Regions from separate parts of the Sus scrofa genome. Here region 2 is linked to region 1. Evidence: chromatin contacts called from public HiChIP or PLAC-seq data. All regions are on one chromosome and are shown on one strand. The core of a region is the stretch at or near the end of the contact, and the rest is flanking DNA. Distances in the headings are between cores, read along the strand shown. Region 1 overlaps LOC106509843 (a long non-coding RNA gene). Region 2 overlaps THADA (thyroid adenoma-associated protein).

Region 1 (4,759 bases), core at 877-3,376:
TCCTGGCCCCCATCCAGCTCCACAATATGACCGTTGCCTCTAATGCTCTCAGCCTCCACCCCCCACCCCAGTAATGGAACCCAGCTGGGTGGGGTTGGCCGCTGAGAGGCTCCAGGCTTGGCTTGGGCCAGCGACTCATGGAAATTGGGCCATTTTCCTGGGACGGAAATGAGAAGCAGATGTGGTCCGGGAGCTGGGGTGCAGACTCATGCCGTGTCAGGGAGCTCAGGTTACACAGAGGAACACGTGACCGTGGTTACAAAAACAGCCTGAAACCCCCAAGGCCCACGTCGTCGTCGGGAGGTCCATCCCGGGGCCTGGGGATCCAAGCCTCCCCCCCACCCCTTACTGCCTGAGATCTCGGCAGGAACGGGAGACAGGAGGGGTCAGCGGAGAGCAGGGCCCGGGATGTCCTACCTTCTCGCTCCCACTCGCTATGGGGGGTTTCATTTTGGCTCCTCAAACCAGGGCTAAGCCCAGCATGAAGTCCCTGTCCTCAGGAGCATACCAAGGAAGGCCGAGGCACCCTGTACAGGCCCCTGTGCTTTTGTGGCCTCATATCACACCTGGTGAATCACCGCTTTGCTCCAATCCTTTGGTTAAGGGACTGTCCCGGGCTGCAGTGCATAACTTTCCAGAAAAGCCTCCGGTCTTAGGCAGTATGCAGGCAGGCTTACCTGAATGCAGAGTAACGGATCAACTCACTCTAACAAACAGCCAGCAGGGCAGGGACCCAAGGGAAAAGGGCTAAGGTGGGACTCTGGAGGAAGATGTTGGCGATCCTGGCACAGGAGGAGCCCAGGAACCAACGGGCAGTGGTATCATTTGTGTGGACTATCTGCTCAGGCCCCTGCTTTTCTTCCTCAGGCAAAAGGGCAGGGCCCCCTTCATTCATTCATTCATCTATCCATTCATTCATTCATTCACTGGTTCTTGTACACCCATGGTGGCCAGGGCAGTGGGCTAAGCCCTGAGGATCCAGAGGTGACTGAGCATGGATTCCACCTCTAGGACTTCACTGACTTCTGGGGAGCCCACCAAGAAATAGCTTTGATTGACTGCTTGCTTGCTTGATTGCTTCAGTTATTATTGAGTGTATACCACATGTCTGCACTATTCTAGGCTCATAGGATCTCTCCGTAAACAAAATAGTTTTGGAAGAGCAGACAGGCTATAAAAATAAAAAAATAAGTTCTCGTTGTGGCTCAGTGGTTCACAAATCCGACTAGGAACCATGAGGTTGTGGGTTTGATCCCTGGCCTTGTTCAGTGGGTCAAGGATCCGGCGTTGCCGTGAGCTGTGGTATAGGTCACAGACACGGCTCCGATCCCATGTTGCTGTGGTGTAGGCCGGCGGCTACAGCTCTGATTAGACCCCTAGCCTGGAACCTCCATATGCCATGGGTGTGGCCCTAGAAAAGACAAAAAGACAAAAAAAAAAAATCAGGTGAATAATATGTTTAGAAAGTGAAAAGTGTTATAAGAAAGGAAAGTGGAGCAGGTGAGGAGGATCAGGAGGTGTGGGTTGGTCGCTGTGTTCACAGGGCCCAGGAGGTCAGGCTTCCCTGAGAAGGTGAGACAGGAACAAAGAATTGAAGCTGATAGCAGAGATGAGAATGGTTTTTTGGGGTACGTGCAAAGGCCCAGGGGCAGGAGGGGGACTGCGATATTCAGGAGCAGCAAGGAAGCCAGTGAGTCTGGGGTAGAGAGGGAAAGAGAAGCAGGAATGAGGGTCCAGAGATAAGGAAGACCATGCCAGGAGGATCTGAGAGGCTGCTATAGGGTTTTAGCTTTTATGGTGAGATGGGAGGTGCTGGAGGGTTTTGAGCAGAGAGATGTGTGTTGACTGTTTTTTTTTTTTTTTTTTTTTTTTTTTCAGAGGACCGTGTGAGCTGTTGTATCCACAGTAGCCTGGAAAGGGTGAGGGCAAAGGGCTGGGGGACCGGTCAGAAGGCACCTACCACAATCCAGGTAGGAGGTGACAGTGCTGCAGCCAGGCTGCACGGCGAAGGATGGGAGGGGCCCCCGGAGAAACCTGAATCAGGTACCACAGTAACGGGGAACGTGGAGGAGGGCGTGATTCACTCCAAGGCCGCTTTCCCAGGGGATGTGACTCAGGCAGGATTTTGAAAAATGAGCAGTTCAGCAGGCACTCAAGAGGGTGAGAACATTCCAACACCGGTGTGCCGGGGCCCCATTGAGAGGGAGCCAGGCCTGTTTGGGGACCTATGAAGCAGCATCACATCAGAGCAGAAGGGTCAGGGGAGGCCAGATGGGGAAGGAGCTCGCCGCTCTGCCAAGGGTGTTGTCCTCTGGGCGCCAGGGAGTTCAGGAAGAATTTTAAGCCTGGGGGCCGGTGGTGCTTAAGACCTAAAACTTGCTATTAAGAAAAGTCCCGTGGTCACCATGAACGGCCTGGGGGGAGGTGGCAGGGAAAACCCAGAGGGGAAGCAGAAAATGAGGGCTGACCCGGGGCAGTGGGAGAGAGGGAAGGAGGCATGAGAACCGTTTAGGGAGAAGAGAGGATCAGGGCCGTGTGGGTTTGGGGAAAGAGGAGCAGGCTGTTTTGAGGAAGAGAATGAGTCATGTGGGGGCCGGCTGAATTGGAGGATCCGCTGGGGGATCAGACAGCCAAGCCCCAGAGCAGCCAATGTTGGAGTCTGGAGCTCAGCGGAGGGGACTTGGGTCCAGAAGCCTCAAGGGACAGGTGGCATTTAAGCTGTGGAAGGCCACCAGCTAAAAGGCATCTCCAGATTTTTACCTTTAGTAAGATCTGAATAGAGGTATATTTCCCTCCTCTTTGCCTCTTTCCCAAGGCCTTTGAGAGATACAGTGAGAAAAACATTCTTGAGGGTAAAGAGGAGGGATCCAGGAGGGGATCCTCCTAGGGCAGCACGGAGGAATCCCTGGGCTGGTCCCACTTCACCCCACGGTGTCTGCGGGCAGAGGGGCCTGGATAGGCAGGGCTCTTGGTATCCATTGTCCGTGGGTCTCTGCATGCAGATATGTAAAGTTATGTGTTTTCATCTCCCCGTGATTCCTGTTTTCCTGCAGCCCTTCCCGCTGAGGCGTATGGCCCAATGAAGTTGGAGGGGTGAATTCGAAGCAAGACCTCAAGCAGGGGGTGAAGCGGACATGATGTAGAGAAGCTGCTGCTGATGGCAATGGGACCAGAAAAGGGGGGCCTAAGGAAGAGAGAACATGAGAAGCAAAAAGGGCAGCCCCTTAACCTTCAACCTCAGAGGCTCGTGTGGGAGAAACCCAGTCAGGTCTGAGGGGAGATCTCACAGCAAGGGGGTGGGTGGGACTTGACTCAGATTGCAGTGGGGAGAAATTTTAATGACACCCCCTCCCTAGCAAACCAGCGATGCAAGATGGTGCCAGCACAATATGGTGCCAATCAGGAGGTGGTTTGGAATGGCTGAGGAAGGGAGTCTGGGAAGTGGCTTCATGCAACGCTGCTCGTTCTAGTGAGAATGCAGCCAGGTAGTCCTAGGTCCCAGGGGCCGCAGAGCCAAGATCTGCCTCACCAGCTATGTGCAGGGACCATGCACTTTGGCTTCACCTCTTCCTGCCCCTACCCCACCAGCAAGCCCCAGGGACCAGAACCATCTCTGTCCTGCGTGTGTGTGTGTGTGTGTGTGTGTGTGTGTGTGTGTAAGAATGCAGGGGACTCCACTCAGACCTTCAACCCTCTTGTCCCACCACCGTGAGGCCCATGAACATCTCTCTGCACCAGGAAATTATCTTGGCTGGGAGAAGGCGGAAGGGTGAGAAAACCTTGGAATACTGAGCAATTTTACTCAAAAGAGACTGAGTTAATCATACAGAAATGGAGCTATGTCTAAGGGGCAATTTAATGCTTTCTTTTTGTTTGTTTTCTTTTTGCCCGTCAGTAGTAGGAATTATCAGATCACGATGAGAAGAGTATAAGAAAAAGTAAGAACAATACTGATTTGACCCATCTGGGTAGGTGTGTGTGTGTGATCTTTAGCCCTCCCACAATTATGTCTGTACACGTTTGCTGGGGCAACTGTATATTTTCAATTCCAATCGTCAGACCTTTCCTTGAAGCTCACGTGTGTTTTGATCTGGCCAGGAATTGAGAATCATAAAATCATTAAATCTGTATTAATTACCTATTGCTGCATAGTAAGTTAATCCAAAATTTAGCTGAAATAAATATGTATTATCTCACACGCTTCCTGTGGATCTGGAATTTGGAAACAGCTTAGCAGGGGGGTTTCTGGCTCAGGGTCTGTCTGAGGTTAACAGTCAAGATGTTGGCCTGGGCTGTGTTCATCTGAATGTGTGACCGGGACTGGCAGATCTGATTCCCAGACCTGCCTGCCAAGGTGCTGGCTACTGGCAGAGGGTCTCAGTTCCTCACCTTATGGATCTCTTTCTAGAGCTGCTTGACTATCCTCATGACATGAGGGTGGCTTCCTCCAGAGGAAGTCATCTGAAACTTGCCTCAGAAGTCGCACTTTTCATGTGGTCCCTGCTCTCAAAAATGTTAGCAGTATTGCAGGGTAGATGAAATGTGCCTACTGCAAAGCCCGATGGCTGAAGTCCAAGGGAAGTGATGTGGGCTGTGGGCCGAGGACAAAGGGAGCTGCCCAGTCAGGCAGCAGGAGGCTTCCTGGGAGTGGGCAGAAAACCCCTGCCCCCTTGTCCTGCTCCAAGTGGCCTCTTCCTTGTGGAAGGAGGCCTGGTACCTGTGGACTGGTCAGATGGGGAAAGCCGTAGGGCCTGACCAA
Region 2 (4,759 bases), core at 1,178-3,677, 250 kb after region 1:
AGGGTCCAAGGAGCGGGTTCACCAAATTGTTGTACAGCCCTGGGTTCCAGCAACCCTCTTCATCACCCATCTTCTCACTAAATCCCTGCTTCCTATCCTCTTTGGCCATCATTTCCCAAAAAGTTTCCCTTGAGATGCTGGGAATGTTGACAGATACTTTTTTGGGTACATAACATATATGCTTTATGCATATAAGTGATAACATACTCTAAGATTCTCTTCCCTTACAAGTTGTTACAAAATATTAAGTAGAGGTCCCTCTGCTATACAGTAGGTGCTAGTGGATTATCTATTTTAACGATTTTTATTTTTTTCCATTATAGCTGGTCAATGTTCGTAGATACTTAAAACAGAAAACTCTAAACTCCAAAAACCAACCAAAGTGGGGGGGGGAATCTATTAAATAAGTCTGGAAAATGCTGGATTAAACAAATGCTTTTGTTTTTAATGCACGAAGGTGGGGATGGAGGCAGGCTACACTCTCCAATTTACTCATAAAACAGGTACCAGTACAGAGGGAAGTGCCACATTCTTCCCTGCAGACACGCTTTGGTTTAAGGTAGTGCGGGTTATTTTATATACAAATATAAATATCCTACCCTTTGTTCAAGGTGCCTATTTGCTCTGCACAGCGACTATTCTGAACACAGAAAACTGTTCATTGTTAAACATGGCATGTAAGTGGTTTTGCTTTCTGGCAAATCTCCAAACCATAATTATTAAGGGACTCCGAGCTGCTGAGGAATTCTTGGGTTACAGAGGCTTTGATCTGCCCCTGCCTTCTCTCCCCGACATGAATTTCCACGGGTGTGGCTGATTTTCATTGTTTCCCCAGAGGTGGGGCGGCTTCGAAGGTGAGGACGTGAACAGCCCTGCAAGGTGAGCAGGGTAACCGTGGCGCCCAGGCCCCGCACGGCTGTAACCAAGGGGACCGACCAGCTCTGTCCAAGTATCAGAGTCGGAATGCTGTGGCCTCGAATCTTCCGCTTCCCACGCGTTCTGGGAAGCCTGAGATCTTGCCCCGCACCCCCCCACCCTCAGGATCTGGCTTCCAGCTGGGGGAGGCTTTGCCGTCTTATTCCCATGAAAGCTGAGCGATCCGGCCCAGGAGTCTTTGGGTAGCTCCAGCCATCTGGCCTGTGCTGACCTCAAACTCAGGTAGCTGCCTCCCCCGCAAAGTGAAGACGATACCTCAACTCGGTCACGAACTGTGAGGCCAAGCTTTTGGCAGAGGCCACACTCCCTTCTACGGAAACATAGGCTGGGATGTCAAGGAGGACAGAGCTACTCCTTCAGCCTCCTTCGGGTTCTCCCTGCCAGAAAAGAGAGATGGGGCAGAACACCCAGCTGTTCATGGATCTCCTGTAGAAGGAGTTAAAAGAGGCCTGTAAGACCAAGCGGGAAGGTTCTCTAAGCCGGGGGCATGAAAAGGACTCTATGACAAAGAGCAAGTTTCTTTCTTTCTTTTTTTTTTTGCTTTTTTCCAGGGCTGCTCCTGCAGCATATGGAGGTTCCCAGGCTAGGGGTCTAATTGGAGCCGTAGCCACCAGTCTACGCCACAGCCACAGCAACGCCAGATCCGAGCCGCGTCTGCAACCTACACCACAGCTCATGGCCACGCCAGATCCTTAACCCACTGAGCAAGGCCAGGGATCGAATCCGAAACCTCATGGTTCCTCATGGTTCCTAACCACTGTGCCATGACAGGAACTCCTGTTTTCGTTGATATTTTAATGCAGCTGCGAGGCAGGTGAGACGGGTGATCATCCCCACTGTACAGATGACAACACTGAGGCCAAGAGAAGAGGGCCAACTAGTTCAGGAGGGAGGTGGCTCTGCGATGCCCAGATCCCTGCTCGCTCTCAAGTCAGCACTGCCCGTCAAAGGGCTCCTTCCCTGATGGGGAAGCAGCTCCTCCGTGGGTGGGCAGACAACGGGGATGGAGAAAGAAAGGCAGGGGGAGAATGAGTGAGAAGAAATCAGAGTCTCAGGGCAGCAGGTAGAAACCAGGGGTTCTAATGCAGAGGGGGTACAGAGAATGTCCAGAGCCCACTTGTACCGGGGAGGGAGCCAGAATGGTTTCCTTCAAGTGTCAGCTCCCACTGGGAGAGGCAGAGAATGGAAGCAGAAGGCCAGGGGGGAACCCTAGCAATTAGCCCCAGCCATGCCCTTCACTGTCTGTTGGAGGCTGGGGAAGAGTCAGGTGATCATCCCAAAGAGGAGAGAGGGGTACCCCACCCTGGGCCGCTGGGCCCGACCCCAAAAGGCTCGCTGTGGGCAGTATGGGACATTTCTGAGCCTCCTCCCAGGAATGGGTCGACCTCGCAGGATCCCCTTTTTGTCCCCCCATTTCGATCTATTCTATCTCCTCCTTCTTGTTTGCATCGGTCTCAGGAAGATGCAGATGAGCTCATTCCGGAAACGGGAGACCTTTCTTCCCACCCAAGGTGAAGGTCAATGAGTCACGTAGCTAAAAATAAATGTAAGACTACCTATCAATAAAAGGAAAATGAAACACGCACGAAGTTAAATTCCCCTGCTATTTAAAATACAGCAAGGAACGTAAAACCTTATTTAGTAAGTACAACCGACACTCAAATATGTAAACTTTAATTACATGTTCTGGACCAGTGAGAGCCGAGTAAGGGAACAGGAGGAGGAGAGGTGAGGGCAGGGGAAAGCCACAGACTCAAGGAGAGGAAGATCGGGGGGGAGGAAGTGAGGCCCAAGCTCAGAAGCACGTGCGACAAGGGAGGAGGCACAGAAAGGGGAGCGTTCAGAAGGTTCTGGGGTGAGGTGACTTGCAGGGCTCTGGGCAATGCGTATCAGTCAGTAACTATTACTTATGACTCCTGGATCTTTTTTGTTGTTGTTGTCTTTTTAGGGCCACACCTGCGGCATATGGAGGTTCCCAGGCTAGGGGTCGAATGGGAGCTGTAGCCTCGGGCCGATGCCACAGCTACAGCAACGCAGGATCCAAGCCACATCTGTGACCTACACCAACGCCGAATCCTTAACCCACTGAGCGAGGCCAGGGATCGAACCTGCGTCCTCATGGATCCCAGTCAGATTCGTATCCGCCGAGCCACAATGGGAACTCCTCCTTACTGATCTTTATCCTTAAACTTTCAGATGCCCCCCTTGGAATGGGGACTCACAGAAGCCCATGAGAGAAAAATTGTTGAATTAAACCGAGGATGCCCAATTAAATTAGAATTTTAGGTAAACAATGAATGCCGTTGTAGGATACACACGTCCCAAACAGTGCATGGGGCATACTTCCACAAAGACGTTATTCGTGGTTTATCTGAAATTCAAATTTAACTGGGTGTCCTGTATTTTTCTTCGCTAAATCTGGCAGCCTTGCGCTGGAGGCCAAACCATTCTTTGAACCAGAACGCAGTGACCAGGCCAGTATTTACACTGAGGGTGGGGGTGGGGGGTGGAATCAAGTGGATGGTCACTTTTGGACACGGGAGGTGAAGCAGCACAGAGACTTGTGAGGAGGCAGGATGCTAATCAGCAACTGGGGGATATCAAGCTTCACGTTCTCTCCTCCTTGAGGGGTCGGCTTCCTGCGCCTCTCCCTGAGTACGGCGGAGACTGCTGGCCCCTCTCCCAGCCAAGGGTCAGAGAGAGAAAGAGTTGACTACAGAGTTATATTGGGATTGTGGGTAACCTGGCCTGTGTAGGGCTCCTGAAGATTCTGGAAGATTCTGGAGGATCTGACGTGGAGAGCAAGCTTGCAGAACACTAAGGAACAAGTAAAGCCAAGATGGAACATGGTCCATGATCTAGGGTGCTAAAGGAATGCTGACCTCCACTGCTTTTTTATTTTTATTTTATTTTACTTTTGTCTTTTGGTTTTTTTAGGGCCACACCCTCAGCATATGGAGGTTCCCAGGCTAGGGGTCGAATCGGAGCTACAGCTGCTGGCCTACACCACAGCCACAGCAACGGCAGATTCGAGCCATGGCTGCGACCTACACCACAGCTTATGGCAGCGGGTGTGGCCCTAAAAAGCAAACATAGATAAATAAATAAAAAATTAAAAAAGTACCAATTTACAGTTTCACCAGCTATATCATGTCTGTTCCTTCACAGCCTTAGCAATCCTGGGTAAGAGCCATCTTTTTATCCTTTGTCAGTAAGATATCTGGAAAATGCCAGGGTACTTGTCGCTCTAGTTGGCATTTCTTTATTATAAGTCAGCATGAGCATTTTTTTTTTTTCATATGTGTACTGTTCATGGCTATTTTTTTCTTTTCTTTTGTCTTTTTGTCTTTTTAGGGCTGGCACCCAAGGCATATGGAGGTTCCCAGTCTAGGGGACGAATCGGAGCTATAGTTGCTGGCCTATGCCACAGCCACAGCAATGCAGGATCCAAGCCTCGTCTGCAATCTACACCACAGCTCACGGCACTGCTGGATCCTTAACCCACTGAGCAAGGCCAGAGATCGAACACAAAACCTCATGGTTCCTAGTTGGATTCATTTCTGCTGAGCCACAACGGGAACTCCCTCTTTTCTTTTTTTCTTTTTTTTGCTTTTTAGGGCTGCACCCAAAGCATATGAAGTTCCTAGGCTAGGGGTCAAATCAGAGCTAAGGCTGCCAGCCTACACCACAGTCACAGCAACAGGGGATCTGAGCAGCATCTGTGACCTAAACCACAGCTCATGGCAATGCCAGATCCTTAACCCACTGAGCAAGGCCAGGGATCGAACCTGCATCCTCATGGATACTAGTCAGATTCATTTCT

What was found. HiChIP or PLAC-seq counts read pairs in DNA pulled down with a chosen protein or histone mark.
Region 2: a contact with region 1 is called in an H3K27ac HiChIP or PLAC-seq map of skeletal muscle. The contact joins two enhancer-like sites. A contact is called at or near these places in 1 of 47 Hi-C or Micro-C datasets (embryonic fibroblasts) and 1 of 2 datasets of contacts at active chromatin or transcription factors (skeletal muscle).

What each region holds. Positions count from the first base shown.
Region 1 is chr3:97,417,653-97,422,411 of Sscrofa11.1, reverse strand. It overlaps LOC106509843 (a long non-coding RNA gene), which reads left to right. Exons shown (of 8, transcript XR_002342750.1): 6 at 1,879-3,268. Among named protein-coding and RNA genes, the nearest start is that of TRNAI-UAU, 150 kb to the left of the region's middle. Within about 2 kb of position 2,126, at least 25 of the 83 cell types and tissues checked have an H3K27ac peak or open chromatin away from gene starts, as enhancers often do. A contact at or near this core is called in skeletal muscle, where this site is marked.
Region 2 is chr3:97,171,934-97,176,692 of Sscrofa11.1, reverse strand. All of the region lies in intron 38 of THADA (thyroid adenoma-associated protein), which reads right to left. Among named protein-coding and RNA genes, the nearest start is that of ZFP36L2, 26 kb to the left of the region's middle. Within about 2 kb of position 2,427, at least 9 of the 83 cell types and tissues checked have an H3K27ac peak or open chromatin away from gene starts, as enhancers often do. A contact at or near this core is called in skeletal muscle, where this site is marked.